Regions from separate parts of the Mus musculus genome. Here region 1 is linked to region 2. A link is a contact called in public HiChIP or PLAC-seq data. All regions are on one chromosome and are shown on one strand. Each heading gives the region's core, a stretch centred on a gene start, on an enhancer-like site or on the middle of the called end of the contact. The rest is flanking DNA. Distances are from core to core; before and after follow the strand shown. Region 1 holds the start of 4932702P03Rik (RIKEN cDNA 4932702P03 gene). Region 2 has its middle 30 kb from the start of Gm22013.

The links. HiChIP or PLAC-seq counts read pairs in DNA pulled down with a chosen protein or histone mark.
Region 1: a contact with region 2 is called in an H3K27ac HiChIP or PLAC-seq map of embryonic stem cells, with 4 times the contacts expected there. The contact joins the promoter of 4932702P03Rik here to the enhancer-like site in region 2. A contact is called at or near these places in 1 of 39 promoter capture datasets (liver), 3 of 484 Hi-C or Micro-C datasets (CD8 T cells and bone marrow-derived macrophages), 3 of 115 datasets of contacts at active chromatin or transcription factors (astrocytes, bone marrow-derived macrophages and embryonic stem cells) and 3 of 9 other capture datasets (adipose tissue, embryonic stem cells and liver).

Annotation. Positions count from the first base shown.
Region 1 is chr13:24,903,706-24,911,349 of GRCm38.p6, reverse strand. It overlaps 4932702P03Rik (RIKEN cDNA 4932702P03 gene), which reads right to left and starts at 5,750. Exons shown (of 3, transcript NR_045182.1): 1 at 5,642-5,750; 2 at 584-980. It overlaps Aldh5a1 (aldhehyde dehydrogenase family 5, subfamily A1), which reads left to right. Exons shown (of 10, transcript NM_172532.3): 10 at 1-3,771.
Region 2 is chr13:24,512,652-24,520,468 of GRCm38.p6, reverse strand. It overlaps a transcript of Ripor2 not described here. Among named protein-coding and RNA genes, the nearest start is that of Gm22013, 30 kb to the right of the region's middle. Within about 2 kb of position 2,293, at least 15 of the 459 cell types and tissues checked have an H3K27ac peak or open chromatin away from gene starts, as enhancers often do. A contact at or near this core is called in embryonic stem cells, where this site is marked.

The DNA.
Region 1 (7,644 bases), core at 4,501-7,000, 390 kb before region 2:
AGACCCCAGCACAACCCCACTGCCTCAGGACAAGGTACAGAGTGAATGTTCACATACCCTCTGGCACCTCACAAAGTATAGTCATTGTGTGGGCGGGGGGGGGGGGTCCCCAGTCCTTATGGGACCGTGCAACTTTGGTTCAGAACGCAGGGAAAGGGACGAGGTAATAGGACAGCTAGGTTAGGAGGAGGTGCGCATCCCTGCCTAGGCACCTGTCAGCGTTGATGATCAGCTGGCTGCCTGTTCCAGGGGGTTGTGGCAAAGGCTTTGGGTTCCTAAGACTTCTTTATAAAACGCACAGACTTCCTGTGCTCTGTGGAATGAGGGGGTGTTTCTCCTTGTTTCTGGGCTGCTGTTTAAATTACTGGGAGCAGAATTGCTTTGGGTTTGTTTTGTTTTGTCTTGCTTTCTTTGGTTTATCCTGGTTTGGTTTGGCTTTATGCGACAGGGTCTTGCTAAGTAGCCTAGCTGGCTTTCAAACTCACAGGTCTCCTCTATCAGCCTCCGAAGTGCTAGGGTCCCAGGCATGCTCTACCACAGCTGGGTAAATGGAAGTCTCCAATGCCCTAAACTTTAAACTTACGGCTCATGCTTCATTTTGTTCCTCGTAGAAAATCAACCTAAACTGGAGGCAAAAATCAGCAGAGTCGGGTTGGTAGGATGGAAAACATGGCTTTGTTTCTTCTCCAGAGCTGGGTGTTGAGTCCATGGCCTTGTGCATACTAGCGTGTGTTCTGCCACTGAGCTATCGCTAGCTCTTTTTTCTTTAATTTTAATTTTTGAGACAGGGTCTTGATAAGTCACACTGGTTGGCCTTGAGCTCCTTATTGTCCTGCCTCAGCATCCTCCATAGCTGGGTGACAGACCAGGCCAATGGACAGCAGGGGCTCCCAGCTGCCTCCTACTGCCTTAGGTATGCTGTTTAGGGCTCTGTGCCCCATGTGTAGAGATTCATGCTTGGCTTAAAGGACTTTGTGAGCCTGGAAGGGAAAAAAAATGCTTCACAAAATGGTGGAAATGCAGCTCAACTCCAGGAACCATTTTGATTACAAGCAGTACCTCGCTGCCCCCTCCTTGAACTCAGGAGGTGACTTCGTGGAGGAAAGAAACCAGGTGCCTCCTTGTTCACCTGAATAAGTCTGACCCAGGCTTTCTGTGCCAGGGTGTGGCCACTGCTAACCCTGCAGAAGAGCAAATACATTTTAACCACTGTGAAAAATTATTCCCACAATTGCCAGTCTGCTGTGGGCGAGAGCTGAAGCCATGAATCTCAGGCACCTTTGTCCTAGGAAAAGCATTTATGCTTCGTGATTCAAAAACAAAGCACCACACACAGGGACCTGCAAGATAGCTTGGTGGGTAAAGGCTTTGCTGGACAAGCCTGGTGACCTGAGACCTGAGTTCTATCCCTGGAACCTACAGAAAGACAGAGAGAACCAACGTGACAGTGTTGACCTCTGACCTCCACAAATGCACCAGAGGCATGCACTCCCATAAATTCAAAACACATACACACACACACACATACCCCAAACACTGAAACTCCCCGAAACTGGTGTTGATCTCCCTTTGAAACAATTTAAGTAAGGAAAATCTAGGTCCTTGTAGACATGGCTCCCATCTACCTAGAAGCTGTTTATCCCCAATAGGCAACAAAGGAGTTCTCTGCTCCATGCCCATCTGTGCAGAGAGCCCACTGGCATACTCTGTGGATGTTCTGTGAGACATCTACAGGAATGATAGCAGAGCTAGCTGCGGTGGTTCCTAAACACTAAGTCCCAAGTCACTGGGAACTTCAAATAAGGACGTCATGGTTCTTAAGGTCCCTGAGCATAAGAATAAAGTAGAAGTCTTCATCCTAGGGACCCCACCCAAGTGGCAAGAGTCACAACTCAGGATGTTCATGGTCTGTTTATTCTATTCTTCTGTATAGTTGGTTTCTACCACATTTTCTAATTAAAATTTTTAAATTTTATGGACATGGCATTTTGCCTCTATGTATATCTGTGCACCACATGTGTGCTGGTTCCCTCAAGAGGCCAGAAAAGGGCATTGCATCACCTAGAAATGGAGTTATAGATGGTTGTAGTCCACCTTGTGAGTTTGGGGAGGCAAATCCTAGCTGGTCCTCTGAAGAAAGGCAGCCAAATCTTAACTTCTGAGCCACCTTGCCAACTCCGACATTTCTAATTTCTTAAGATTTGTGCCCATCTTTTTTTTTCAATTAAGAATACAAATGCCTTGCTGGCATTTTGTAGAAAATGAATACACTCACTGAATGTGAACTCATTCCAAATACACGTTAAACAGTGTCAACCAGCAGGTTCCTGGACTGTGCGGCAAGTTTGTACTTTTTGTGTGTGCATGTTTGATTTACTGGGTAGATCACTGGCCCACACATTTGTTACAATAAATGTAATCAATTTTTGTGATTAAAATAATGGGGATGGGTATCAGAGGTAAAGTATATCATTAGCATACTGGAGATGATGGGATTAGTCATCACCAAAACGTTAACATGAAAGAACATCTTACTTAGAAAAATGCTTTTGGGTTATGGGAAGACGAGTTTGGCTTTTGATATTGTTTTTAAACAGGATCTCCTGTTAGCCTTAAACTCCTGGGCTCGGATGATCCTTAGCTTCCCAGATATCTGTAACAATAAGCATGTTGTCACCAAATCAGCTAAGAGTCGATTTTTTTTTATTATTATTTTTAAGGGTTTTTGAGTTTGGGCCTCATGTAGTTCAGGCTCACCTGGGAACTCTCCTGCTCCACTTCCTGTGTTGGAGTCACGCCTGCGACCATGCCCAGCTAAGGAGTGTTTTTCGATGAACCTTTGTTACTGTTCCATAAGATATGTAACAGGTGGGAGTTTTTGAAGATGTCTATACAGTTATGTAAGAACAAGGCTTAATGAACCACAACCTGTGAGCCAGATCTGACCTGCCACCTGATTTTGTATAACTCATGAGTTTAAAGTGTTTTCATATGTCCCAATGGATTGGGTGGGTTAGAACAGTTGTTTCCTGAAACCTGTGAGTGAGCAGCCTCAGTGCCCCATGCCTGAGTAGCTGTGTTGTGACAGTATGGCCTACAGAGCCTAAAGGACTTGCTACAAAGCTGCTAAAAAAGGTTTACAGCCCTTATCTATACCAATCGAAAGACACTGGCTTCCCCTGCTTATGAGGCATTATTTTATTCTATTAAACACCTTCTGTGAAAAGGGCACATTTTCTGAGCCTTTGTTATTAGGGCTTCTTGGCAGTAATTATCAACTCAAATGATACTAGCCTGATACTAATCCTGTCTCCCAGGTAGTGGGGCTCACTGAAAGTGTCAAGAGTTCATCTGTGTTTTACATCTGAGGGCCTTTAAGCAGGGCCCCAAAGCAAGTGCTTGGTTCTTCTTTCGGTATCTTTGCTCTTCTGGGACTTGGGGGAGAATAAAGATCAGACACACAATGTAGACAAGCCTATTTTGTGATGTGATGACCTTCAAATTGGATCCCGTGGCTTGTCCTCTCTGAAGGCCGGAGCCCAGTGTTTTAGTTACCCCTGTGCAGCTACTTCAAAACAGAATTTTACTTGAATACTTAATACTGTGACTGTTTCATGCCATACTTTGTGAGACAAATCTCATGAGTTGTTGAGAAATATATATTGCTCTATAAACATGTACACATTGCTTCATTTTTCTAGTGTGTGACATTGTGTGATCAACAGAGTTGAATCTAATAAATGTTTAACAGGATTTCTTATTTCTGGGTTAAAGTGAGTGGCTGTGTTGGTTTTGCCCTTTTTACACCAGATCATTGTTGACAGCTTTTTTTTTTTGAATCGTTTGAGTTTTGAGTGGGTAGTGTTAGATCAATGTGGATATAAAATTATACTTCCTCACCAACAGTGCCCGATCAGTGAGGACCTCGTCCTGGGAGCTAAGCTAATAGCACTGGCACTTCAGCAACACCACGTGGTCCAGACCTGTGTCTTAGTTTCAGGGATGGGCAGCTGCCCAAGGTCATGCCCCAGCTCTCTCCAGTCTGTCTTCTACACACTCCACAGTTAGCCACTTTCTCCAGTCTTTTATTTTTACAGAGAAGTATGAGAAAGGCATTTTCTGAGCCCCTGGTATCCAGATACGATCCTGGAATACGAATGTGAACACTTGTCTGAGTGCATTTTCGGTTGCTAATAACACAATACCACAGCTTGGGTAAGTTGTATTGTTTTAGCTCATGGCTCTGATACAAGGTCAAGGCAATGGCCTTGCTAGCAGAATCCCTAGGCGGTATAGAGCATAATATGCAAAAGACCTAAGCAAACTGGCCTTTACAATAGAGTCACTCCTAAAGCTCCATTGAATTCCTAAGTGGTTGCATGGTGAAGGCAAAGCCTTAGTCAGCTATGAAAAGGTCCTGTATGACCCCGCCTCCTGGGCCTACAGGTGGCCCGTTCCTCGTGGGAGTTCCCCCACTAGGTGCCCCCCCCCCAACCCTCTGAGGGGCTTAGTCACCTTATGACACCAGTAAAATTGGATTAGGACCCAGCCTGACGGCTTCATTTTGAACCACTCCTAAAGGGCTCATCTCTTCCTACATTCTAGAATTTGGGGGTTAGGAGATCAACGTACAGATTTTGCCCCCAGGGTCCCCTGTGCCCGGGGGAAACCGGCTGTCTTCAAATTTAGACTTGGAATGTTGACACGAGCTTTCCCTCCCCATCCCCAACTCCCAGAGAGTTCATTTAAGGAGCAACAGCAGTGGGAACTCCAGGCAGAGCCTTGACCAGGGTTGAGCAGAGACCAGGACGAGAGGGCAAGCTCCCAGGCCTCAAGGCTCAGAGTTCCTCGCAGGTCCCAGCTGGACATGATGAAGGCAGGAGGGTGATACTGCTTCACAAATCAAGACAGAAAGGGTTGGCTGTGGGCTTCAAGTACTACCTCAATATGGAGCCTGCAGCCTTCGCTCCCAGACCTGATGGTTTCGCCCCTGCAGAATGCACAGGGAACCGCCTCTGAGTGGCAACTGACAGAGGCGCAGACAGCCCCACCTTTACTCTGCTCTGTGGCTACTAAGCTCCTAGTGGGGCTTTCTTCCCAGAGCGCCACAAAAAAAGAGGACCCTGGGTGATTCCCCCAGCGCTGCTCAGAGGGCCTCCTCCAACCCCTGGCTTGCTGATGAGTTCAGAAAGATTCAGTTGATGAGGGTTACAATAGTCCCGAGGACAGAGGCCAAGCCCAATCCCGAGGAACCGGAAGCACAGCCAGACTCTGGCATGTCCATACCAGGGGCACTTTCCTTTACATGTTGGGCGGTCCACAGACCTCTGCTCTCCGGGGAGTCACTTCAGCAATGGGAAAGCAGAACGCGGGAGCGCTAGAAGCCTCTTCCTCTAAGAAAAAACGAAGTGTGTTCTGGGGCAAGGGAGAAAGCTGACCTAGAAAAGGAAAGGGCGGGGGGGGGGGGGGCATACATAGTTAGACCTTTGAGAACATTTTTTAAAGTTTTTGTTTTCATGACAAAAAAAAAATGTGTTTTTTTTTTGTCATGCTATCATCACTATCTATCAGCTATCTATCACCGGTCACAATACCTGAGATTTGATGAATTTACAAGAAGGAAGGGTCTATTTTGACTCACCGGTCTAGTCCACCGTTGTGAGCAGCTTACTTTGGGACCGGGCCCAGAATGAGCATCAACAGAGCTGGGCTGAGGAAAACGGCTCCCACGGCGGGTGGAGAAGCAGAGCGAGGAAGGCACGCACCCAGTGAGGTCACTTCCTTCCACCGGACCCCACTTCTTAAAGCTTCCAGTGTGTTCCAGCAGTGGCGGGGTTTGGGGATCAAGTCTTCCCACACATTGGTCTTTCTGGGACATTTTAGATCCAAACAGTGGCCGAAAGTCATTGTCATTGGGCTGGTGTGTATTTGGCTCATCTCCCTTTCAAAAACTCAGTAAAATAAAGAACTCTTGCAAGACCGTAATGATCAAGGAGACTTTTAATTCACAGACCTGAGGAGTAGCACTCTGGGTCTCAGAACGGGACCTCCACAATTTACCCCAACAAAATTGCTAATAGACTGATGGAGACAACTTCGTGGTGGAAGAGATCCAAGAATGAATACATCCAGCATCAATTCTACAAAACTAGAAACTTCAAGGACGTCTGGTAATGTGGTTTAAGGGAAGGTGTGTCTATGAAGGGTCGCACAGAATCGTTTAGGGTGACGTATTCATTAGCTCAGTTAGAGCGGCGGCTCCAGGGCATGGACATATTCATCACATTATACTTAGTATGTGTAGTTTATTCTAAGTGAATTATACCCCAATATACTTTTTAAAAAATTACTTTTCCTGCAGTGCTATGAACTGAATTTAGGTTCTCACACACGTAGGTAAATTCCTAGTTGTAAATTGGTTTTTGTTTGTTTGTTTGTTTTATAAATACTGTCAGGGCTGTGCTACAGTGTCTCAAAATACAGTGGGGAGAGAGAGAGAGAGAGAGAGAGAGAGAGAGAGAGAGAGAGAGAGAGAAAGGAAGGGAAGGAAGGAAGGAAGGAAGGAAGGAAGGAAGGAAGGAAGGAAGAAAGAAAGAAAGAAAGAAAGAAAGAAAGAAAGAAAGAAAGAAAGAAAGAAAGAAAGAAAGAAAGAAAGAAAGAGAGAGAGAAAGTTAGTTTGCAGCAGGGACAGAATGTCCTTTAATATTGATAGAAAGCCACTGAGCTGAGACTGGTCAATTCAAGCTGACTGTCCTCAAGAAGGACCCGTGAGTTTCAGAAATTGTATTTGTTTTCCCAATATAGATACAGCAAATAATAGTTTTAGTCTTTGTTCATTTGGGGTGTGTGTGGTGTGTGTGTGTGTGTGTGTGTGTGTGTGTGTGTGTGTGGTTTTGTTTTGATTTGAGACAGGCTCTTTCTACGGAGCCTGACTGTTCTAGAACTTACTATGTAGACCAGGTTGGCCTTGAACTCACAGAAATCTGCCTGCCTCTGTCTGCTCAATGCTGGGATCAAAGGAGTATGCCATTATACCTGGCTAAGTGTTTTAGTCTTTGCAGACAACCCCTATTACAGTCCATTTAAAACCTTTTTGTGGGCTGGAGAGATGGCTCAGTGGCTATGAGCACTGACTGCTCTTGCAGAGGTCCTGAGTTCAATTTCCAGCAATGGTGGCTCATTACACATAGTGGTGGCTCACAACCATCTGTAAAGGGGATCTGGTGCCCTCATCTGGCGTATCTGAAGACTGTGACAGTGGACTCACATACATGAAATAAATAAAACTGAAAAAAAAAAAGTCTTTTTGTAAGATAAGAGCAGCCATGGGGTCATTCATACATAAACACATGAATGATCATGGTCCAAAAACTTTTTACAGACACAAAATTTGAAATTCATATTAGGCATGTGATCAAAACATTTCAATTTTTTTCCCAACCATATAAATCCTAAAACCTGGAGCTGGAGATATAATTCAGGGGTAGAGCCTACCATACACCAGACTCCAGGCTTCTGTCTCCAATACTGAGGGAGAAAAAAGAAAAAAGATTACAGTAAAAGCATTTTTTAAAAATCCCTTTTTAGCACATGCAGCATAAGAAAACAGGTCTCCTGATCCATCTCCAGGGACCCTCTCTATAG
Region 2 (7,817 bases), core at 1,044-3,543:
GCAGAGCATAGGGCCTGGAGTGGTGTTAGAGGAAAAGACACAGACCCTTTCTAGGCAGAAAAAAGCTCTGACGCTTGTCTCGGTTCCCGTTCTCCTCCGTATTACATCTACCCTATTTATATTATTGTTTTGTTTTTGAGACAGGGTCTTAATGTAGTTCAGGCTATTCTTAAACTTGCTATGCAGCTAAGTGGGGACCTTGAATATCTGATCCACCTGTGCAATGCCGGAACTTCAGGTTATGACACCACGCCCAGTTGTATTCTGTGCTGGAGATCAAATGGAAGGCTTCTGTGTGCACAGTCTATTAACAGCGGCTGCCTCTGCTCCCTAACCTTGCGGCCAGTTCAAGTGCGAGCATTTGAGATGCTCCGTCGCTTTCTCCGCTGGTAGCTATCTATCAAGTCCTTTCTCAAGATGTCTTCAGATGCCCATCTTTCACAAAATTCCCTCCACACCATGTCACCTGGGCGTGACTTCCCTGTCAGACATTATTTGTTCTCCGGTGTTACTCCAATGTGAAGAGTTACCACATAGCTGAAACGGACACCAGTGTATGAGCTGAGTGGGTTTCACCCAGCCACCGATGGGCAGGCAAGCACTAATAGAAAATCAGAAAGTTACCACTCTGCCCTGGAGCATCCAGTCTCAGCAGGAGTAAGCACATCTTCTCTCACTGAAGTCCAACCAGGAAGTCCAGTTAGGGGAAGGGGAGCCAATGACAGGCAGCAGAGGCAGAGACAGCCCCCTGTGCAACTGTTAGGAGACCCACATGAAGACCAAGCTGCACATCTGCTCCAAAAGAATAGGGGGGCCTAGGTCCAGTCCCTGCTTGGTTGATGGTTCAGACTCTGTGAACCCCATGGGCCCAGATTAACTGACTTTGTAGGTCTTCTTGCAGTGTCCTCGGCCCCTCTGGATCCCTCAGTCCTACCCCCCACTCTTCCACAAGTCCTGCCTGATGTTTGGCTGTGGGCTTCTGCAACTGTGTGTCCATCTGCTGCTGGATGAAACTGCTCAGAAGCTAGGCTCTCCTTCTCTGAGAAGGGGTGCGGGGAGGATAATGGAAGGAGGGACTTGTAGAGGTGGGACTTGGAGGAGAAGGGACTGCAATCAGGATGTACAGTGAATAAGTAAATAATAAATAAGAAAGTCTAAAAGTTCTGAAAACTCTAGAGCTCTTCTCTGTGAGGTTTGGAAATCATAGAATCTTTCAAACTCGCATTTCTGCGTCACCATGGACATATGAGAGTCATTGGAAAGCAGAAGTCTGTGACTAAAGTTCCCATCGCATCCAGGGAAGCCATTATATTGCATTCATGTATTTGGGGATGACATCAATTTCCATTAACGGCTATGCTCCTTGTTAGGTTTGTGAAATACCACTGTGGCGCCACCTTGTGGCCACTACCCAGAACGCTTACAGAATCTTGTACTTGACCATCACAGAGGTCTTGGCTCCTCACATCAATATTTTTATATTTAAAAAATAAAGTGAAATACAGCCTTGGAAAATCCTAAATCTAGAGAGAGCTTTTACAGTTTTTAGCTGAAGTGAACCCAGTGAGGATTCATAGTAGTTACCATGAAAACAAAATTAGAGTTTGTACTTGATATTCATTGCTAGATTTCCCTCAACATCATTGGGTTGTATTTCCACACTATTTCTTAAATAAAACTGGCCACTGGTCTGTAAAAGTTGCCATATTCCGTTTATGTTAATTAATTCTTCACAGGCCGTTTAACTTCTTTTTTTAAAAACTTGTATCCCTAATAATTTTTAATTAGTAGTAAGATCTCCATTGAGATTAGATCTTGATCAGGAAGGGGGAGGGGGGTGTGTGTGTGTTGTTTGTGTTTGTGTGTGTTGTGTGTGTTTTGTGTGTGTGTATGTGTGTGTGATGTGTGTATGTGTGTTGTGTGTATTGGTGTGTGTTGTGTATGTGTGTGTGTTTGTATGTATGGTGTGTGTGTGTTTGTGGTATGTGTGTGTGGTGTATGGTGTGTGTTGTGTATGTGTGTGGTGTGTGTGTGTTTGTGGTATGTATATGTGTGTGTGGTGTATGGTGTGTGTTGTGTATGAGTGTGGTGTCTGTGTTGTTTGTGTGTGTGTTGTGTATGTGTGTGGGGTGTGTGTGTTGTTTGTGTGTGTGTTGTGTATGAGTGTGGTGTGTGTGTGTGTTGTTTGTGTTTGTGTGTGTGTTGTGTATGAGTGTGGTGTGTGTGTGTTGGGGGTGGTGGTAAGTAGCACAGGGCATGCTCCATGCCTCCTGGCCATCCCCATTCACAGATCCTGGTGTCCTGGGGCTGGTGGGAGTTGCAGAGATCTGATTGAGGTACAGTCAGGGAGAGGGTGATTCAAAAGCTTCTATTTATTTAGTTTTAGAATCGTTCTAGACAAAGAACTGGAAAGAAATGCCCTTGGCATTTACATTTCTCCTACCTGGAAACAGTACTTGAAGTTTCTATAGAAATTCTCTACTGAATAAGAATGCTCTGGAAAACAGGGGAGGGGGTGTGGGGGTGGCAGGTGGAGGGTGGGGCACTAAGGATACTGACAGTGTGACCACTGTCAAGATGAGCCTGGCCTGGTGGTACATGCCTGTCATCCCAAGCTTGAGAGTCGGAGGCCAAAGATCAGGAATTGAAGGTCTTCCTTGCATTGCTGTCCCAGAACAAGAAAATCACAAAAGGAGGAGAACAGAGGAGGAAACTCACCGCCCCTCCTCCCCCACGAGCTCCCCAGGGAGGTCAAAGCCAAAGGTCCCTATGTCTTAACCTGAATGTCTGAGCTGGAAAGCTGTTTCACTATTCTAAAAATAAATAAAAGCCAAGGCTGGACCCTGGGTTTAAGACTCTGCACATTAAACCATCTGAAGGACAGCCTGGGAGGCGGTGATCTGTGGAACTCCTCCCAGCTTTGGAAACATTGGTTTTTGACTGTCAGTCATCCCCAGTTCCTGTGGTCCTTTAGTGAGTTCCGGCACGTGGGAAGCTGTGTTTCTTTGGGGTCAAAAGTCAGACTTGTAGGAGACTGAAGCAGGGATGGGTTTTGAGGTGTTGGTTTAATCCATGGGCTTCTGGGTTTCCAAAGGATGCTACATTTGCCCTCAATGCCAGCGTTCAGAAAACAAATTGTTAAGGGTAGACATCTTGTGTGGGATTAAAAGCCACAGGGATGCTCGGTTTTTCTAAATAACAAGTTTGTTTGTTTATAACAAGTTTGTTTGTTTGTTTGTTTGTTTGTTTCATGTAACCAGGCTGGCCTTGAATTCTCTATGTAGCTGAGAATAACATCTAACGCCTGATTTTTCCTTAATTTCCTGGTGTGCTATATCATAGACATATACCAGCCAATATGTTTATACAGTGCTGAGATCGAACCCAAGACCTTATACATAAGTAGGCTAACAACTACTCTACCAAAGGAACCAGTTACATCCCCAGCCCACACATGAACCATTTATGCCTGCATGCAGGTCTGTGTACCACACGTTTATAGCGCCTGTGGAAGAGAGCATTGTCTCTTCTGGGACTGGAATTACAGATGGTTTGAGCTGCCATATAGGTGTTGGGAGTCAAACCTTGGTCCTGGAGGAGCAGCCAGCAGAGCTCTTAACAGCCGAGCCATCTCTCCAGCCCCAAGGGAGCCACTTTTGAAAGCCTTTTACTCAGCAAGATAGTTCTATAAATGATTGTTACTTACAAGTTACAGACTGAACAAAACCACTCAGAACCCCATAAAAGCTTTCATTTCAGGCTACTGTGTGCAGAAAAGAGGGGCATTATTTTACTTCCATTTATTGACATGGTGATGGGGGTCCTTCTGTTAGATATTTGCATAGCTACAATATGCAGAGAAGACAGGATTGGGTTTCCCTTGGTAAGGCTTATGATAATGTACATGGGTGATCTAGAGAATATCTGTGCTAAGCAAATGAAAACCAACCACAGGGCTAGGTGTGAAAGGTTCATGTCTAATACTGGTGTCCAAGAGACTCACGCAAGAGGACTATCTTAAGATTTAGGTCAACCCAGGCTGCATAGTAAGGGCCAGACCAGCCAACGCTACAGAGTTAGGCCTTGTCTCATAAAAACAAACCAAAATGGAATGAAAAGAAGAAAAAGAAGAAGAAGAAAGAAAGGACAGAAGGCAGATTGCAGGCATGAGTGTTCTGAAGGACTTTGGAAGTTCAGCATGGCAGCCAGCGAGGCAGTCACTATAAATCCTTGGTTTTCCTTCAAAATGAGAATTGCCAGAACCCCTCAAACACTCATTATCCTATAAACACTCATTATCCTATAAACACTCATTATCCTATGGTGGTTGCTGTACATTTGTCTTCTCTTTTTGCTCTACTTTTTTTTTTTTTTTTTTTCTGAGACAGGGTTTCTCTGTGTAGCCCTGGCTGTTCTGGAACTCACTTTGTAGACCAGGCTGGTCTTGAACTCAGAAATCTGCCTGCCTCTGCCTCCCAAGTGCTGGGATTAAAGGCGTGCACCATCACTACCCAGCTACATTTTTTAAAGTTAAAAAAACCCAAACATATGCATATTTCTCAAAACCTCATTTGTATGAATTCCACAATATGAATTGTCACACAGTGATTTTCGAATTGGTGAACATTCCCTGTAAAACAGTGGCCCTCATCTTAAAAGGTCCTGGACAATTTCAAATAGAAAAAAATATATAGAGAGGAAAGTGTTAAGGATATGGAAAAAGATTGCCTCTGAAATGAAGATGGCGAGAGCCAAGAGGCTAGAGGCTGGGAGCTAGAGATTGCAGGCTGAGACTGGAGGGCAGGAAGCTGGGAGATAGAGGTTAAAGGTCAGGACTGGAAGCAGGAAGCTCTAGAGGCTGAGACCCAGAGAATAGCAGCTGAAGGCTAGAGGGGGCAGGAGCCAACAAAGGTTTGAATCTCCAGGAGACCATAGTTAAGGAGGGCAGTTTCATTAGACACTTCCTCTTTTTCTTTCAGCTTGTGTGTGTGTGTACGTGAGTGTGTGCATGAGTGTGTGTGTGCTTGTATCACTGCATGGATGAAGGTTAGAGGACAATCTGTAAAAGTTGATTCTCCCTCAGGGGACAGGAGTCTTGAACTGGTTGACTTTCTCTGCAAGATAAAGAATTAAAAGGCAGGAAAGTCTTGAGCACAGCAGATAGAGGTAGAGACATTGCAAACACAGCAGAGTAGCAGAGTCAGCGGTTAAAGAAAGACGTTGATTGGGGGGAGGAAACTCACAGGTACAGCAAGACACAGAGGGAAAAACCTCTCTGCCAAACAGAGGGGGCGGGGCTCAGATACAGAGAGGGGGCGGGGCTCAGATGCAGAGAGGGGGCGGGGCTCAGATGCAGTCTCTCATCTGGGGCTCGGGTTTAAGCATCAGTTGATGGGCCCTCCTCTCCTAATCTAGGGATGGTCAGGGTAAATGACAGGGTAGCTGAGAGGTCTACAACTTTGGTGTAAACATCTGGCTTTGAACTTGTCTGACCAGTCCTTCAGCATGCTGATCTCACTGGCTGGAGAAAAAAAAAAGCCTGCTAGTCTTTGGTTTTAAGCTGCCAGGCTTTGGTCTCTGGTCAGAAGGGCAAGGAAGAAGCCACCATCTTGGAAGTTGACTTATCCTTATTACTTACCTGTCTTAGTCATGGCCCCTCTCCCTATCTGTCTGTCTATCAGGCATCAAATGTCTAGTCTGTGGTGGTCTGAATGAGAATGGTCCCATAGTCTCATGGTCGAATGCTCAGTTCCCAGTTAGTGGGAATGTTTGAACACTGTTAGGAGACATGGCCTTGCTGGCGTAGGGTGTGGCCCGTTGGAGGAGTTATGTCACTGGGGGTGGGCTTTAAGGTTTAGGAAACCCAAGACAGGTCCAGTCTCACTCTCTTTTCCTCCTGCTTGCTGATGAGGATGTAAGCTCTTAGCTACTGCTTCCATACTATGCCTGCCTGCCTGCTTGCTGCTACATTCCCCACCACGATGACCATAGACTTAACTTTCTGAAACTGTAAGTAAGCCCCATTGAAATACTTTCTTCTGTAAGTTGCCTTGGTCATGGTGTTGCATCTCAGCAATAGTAACTAACTAAGACCTAGTCTCTCAGGTCCCAGGGTTCAAATTCAGGTTGTCAAGCTTGCCAGCAAGCATCTCTAACCACTGACCCTCCTGCCAGCCCATATTTTATTTTTGAAGTAGAAAGTTTAAAAAGAATTTGAATAGCTCTGACAAACTATTTCTTCATGCTTTATCTTCATGCAAGGACTTACTCCATGTGCTTGGCTGCACTGACAAGGCATCAGAAGCCCAGAGAAGTGACATGAAGTATCAGGACCCTGAACACAAGCAGCTTCCAGCCTGCTCTAGGTCTCAAAGGGGCAGAGTTCAAGAGTAAATTGCAAATAACCCCAAAGTTGGAAAGGAAGGCTTACCTGGGGAGAGTTGGGGCCCAGGGTCTAATAAAGTATAGACAAGTGTGCTGTGGCATCCATTTCCTCCAACATATCACAGAAGAAAGGGTTCCGTGTTATATGTTGTGAAGGAAGTAGGTCACCACATCCTTGGTTAAGCTACAAAAAGGACATTAGGCACGGACTCTTGGGCACTGAAATCCCATGAGCTCAGATGCAGTGTTGGACCGAGCTGGGTCCCTGCTCAATGTGAGGGTTGGGCCTTTGCAGATCTTGGAAGTGGTGGGTCCAAGGCACAAGAAGTAGCTTAGCCAGAGACCTTGGTAAACTGGCTCCACAGAGATTGAGCCTTCCCACCTGCTCTCAGATCACACAGATCGCTCTCTGAGGAAAGGAGGAAACACTAGCTGAGCCCAGCCTGAGTTGCTGAGTGACCACGTTATTTCCTCAGTGGACCCCACCCCTCACACTAAAAGAAACCCCAGGCCTCAGAATTAGATGCTCTGAAATGACTTAAACTGGTGGCCAGTGTTTCTCATGCTGTTCTTAGGGTCTGAATAGTTACCTGCGGCAGACAACACTATCCGGTCCTGACCTGCTCACAGGACCACCCCTAGTGAAAAACAGAGGGCTCTTGGACTCTGCCAGTGAGTGGAAGGTGGAGCCTCTAATTAACTAACTAATTAATTACCTCAGTTTTCACATGAGGAAAAGTGAGGCGCTGCAACCAAGCAAGACTTCCAGCTTTGTAATCAGTGAGTTCACACATGAAGGACAGAGATAGCAAGTTTTAATTATTTCTTTTTTCAGGTTGACACATTAGGCCACACCATCTGGTCCACACTGGTGTCAAGAACTGGGGGGAAAACAAGGCTGACCCCATGCAGGAGGAAGAATGGAAAGACTGAGGGTGGATATGAGAGCCAGCAGGGGCAGGAGAGGACTTGACCAGAAGAGAAATGGATAAAGGTTTTAGTTTCATGACTGCCTTGTGATAAAATACCTCAACACAAGGAAGCTTAAGAGAAAAAGGTTGCTGCGTTCACAATTCCAGGTTACAGTCCGTCATAGTGGGGACGTCAAGGCAGCAGAAACCTAAAACAGTCACATCAGCTAAGAGCAGAGAATGCACGCATAGTTAGTTCTTTTCTCTACTCTTACACTCCAGGGTGTGGACCTAGGCAATGGTGCTGATGACTTACAGGGCAGGTCTTCCACCATCTATTAAGATAATCAAGAGACACTGCCCACCAAGACAAGCCCACCTGATCTGGGGAACTTTCTTCCTAGGTGATTCCAGATGGTGTTAATAAGAAAATTAAAATTAGCCATCCAGCTTCGTTCTAGCTGTAGCCAAAAGAACATAGTTGACTGTGTTAGGTGGGTGAGGCCCCTGGCTGATGTCCTA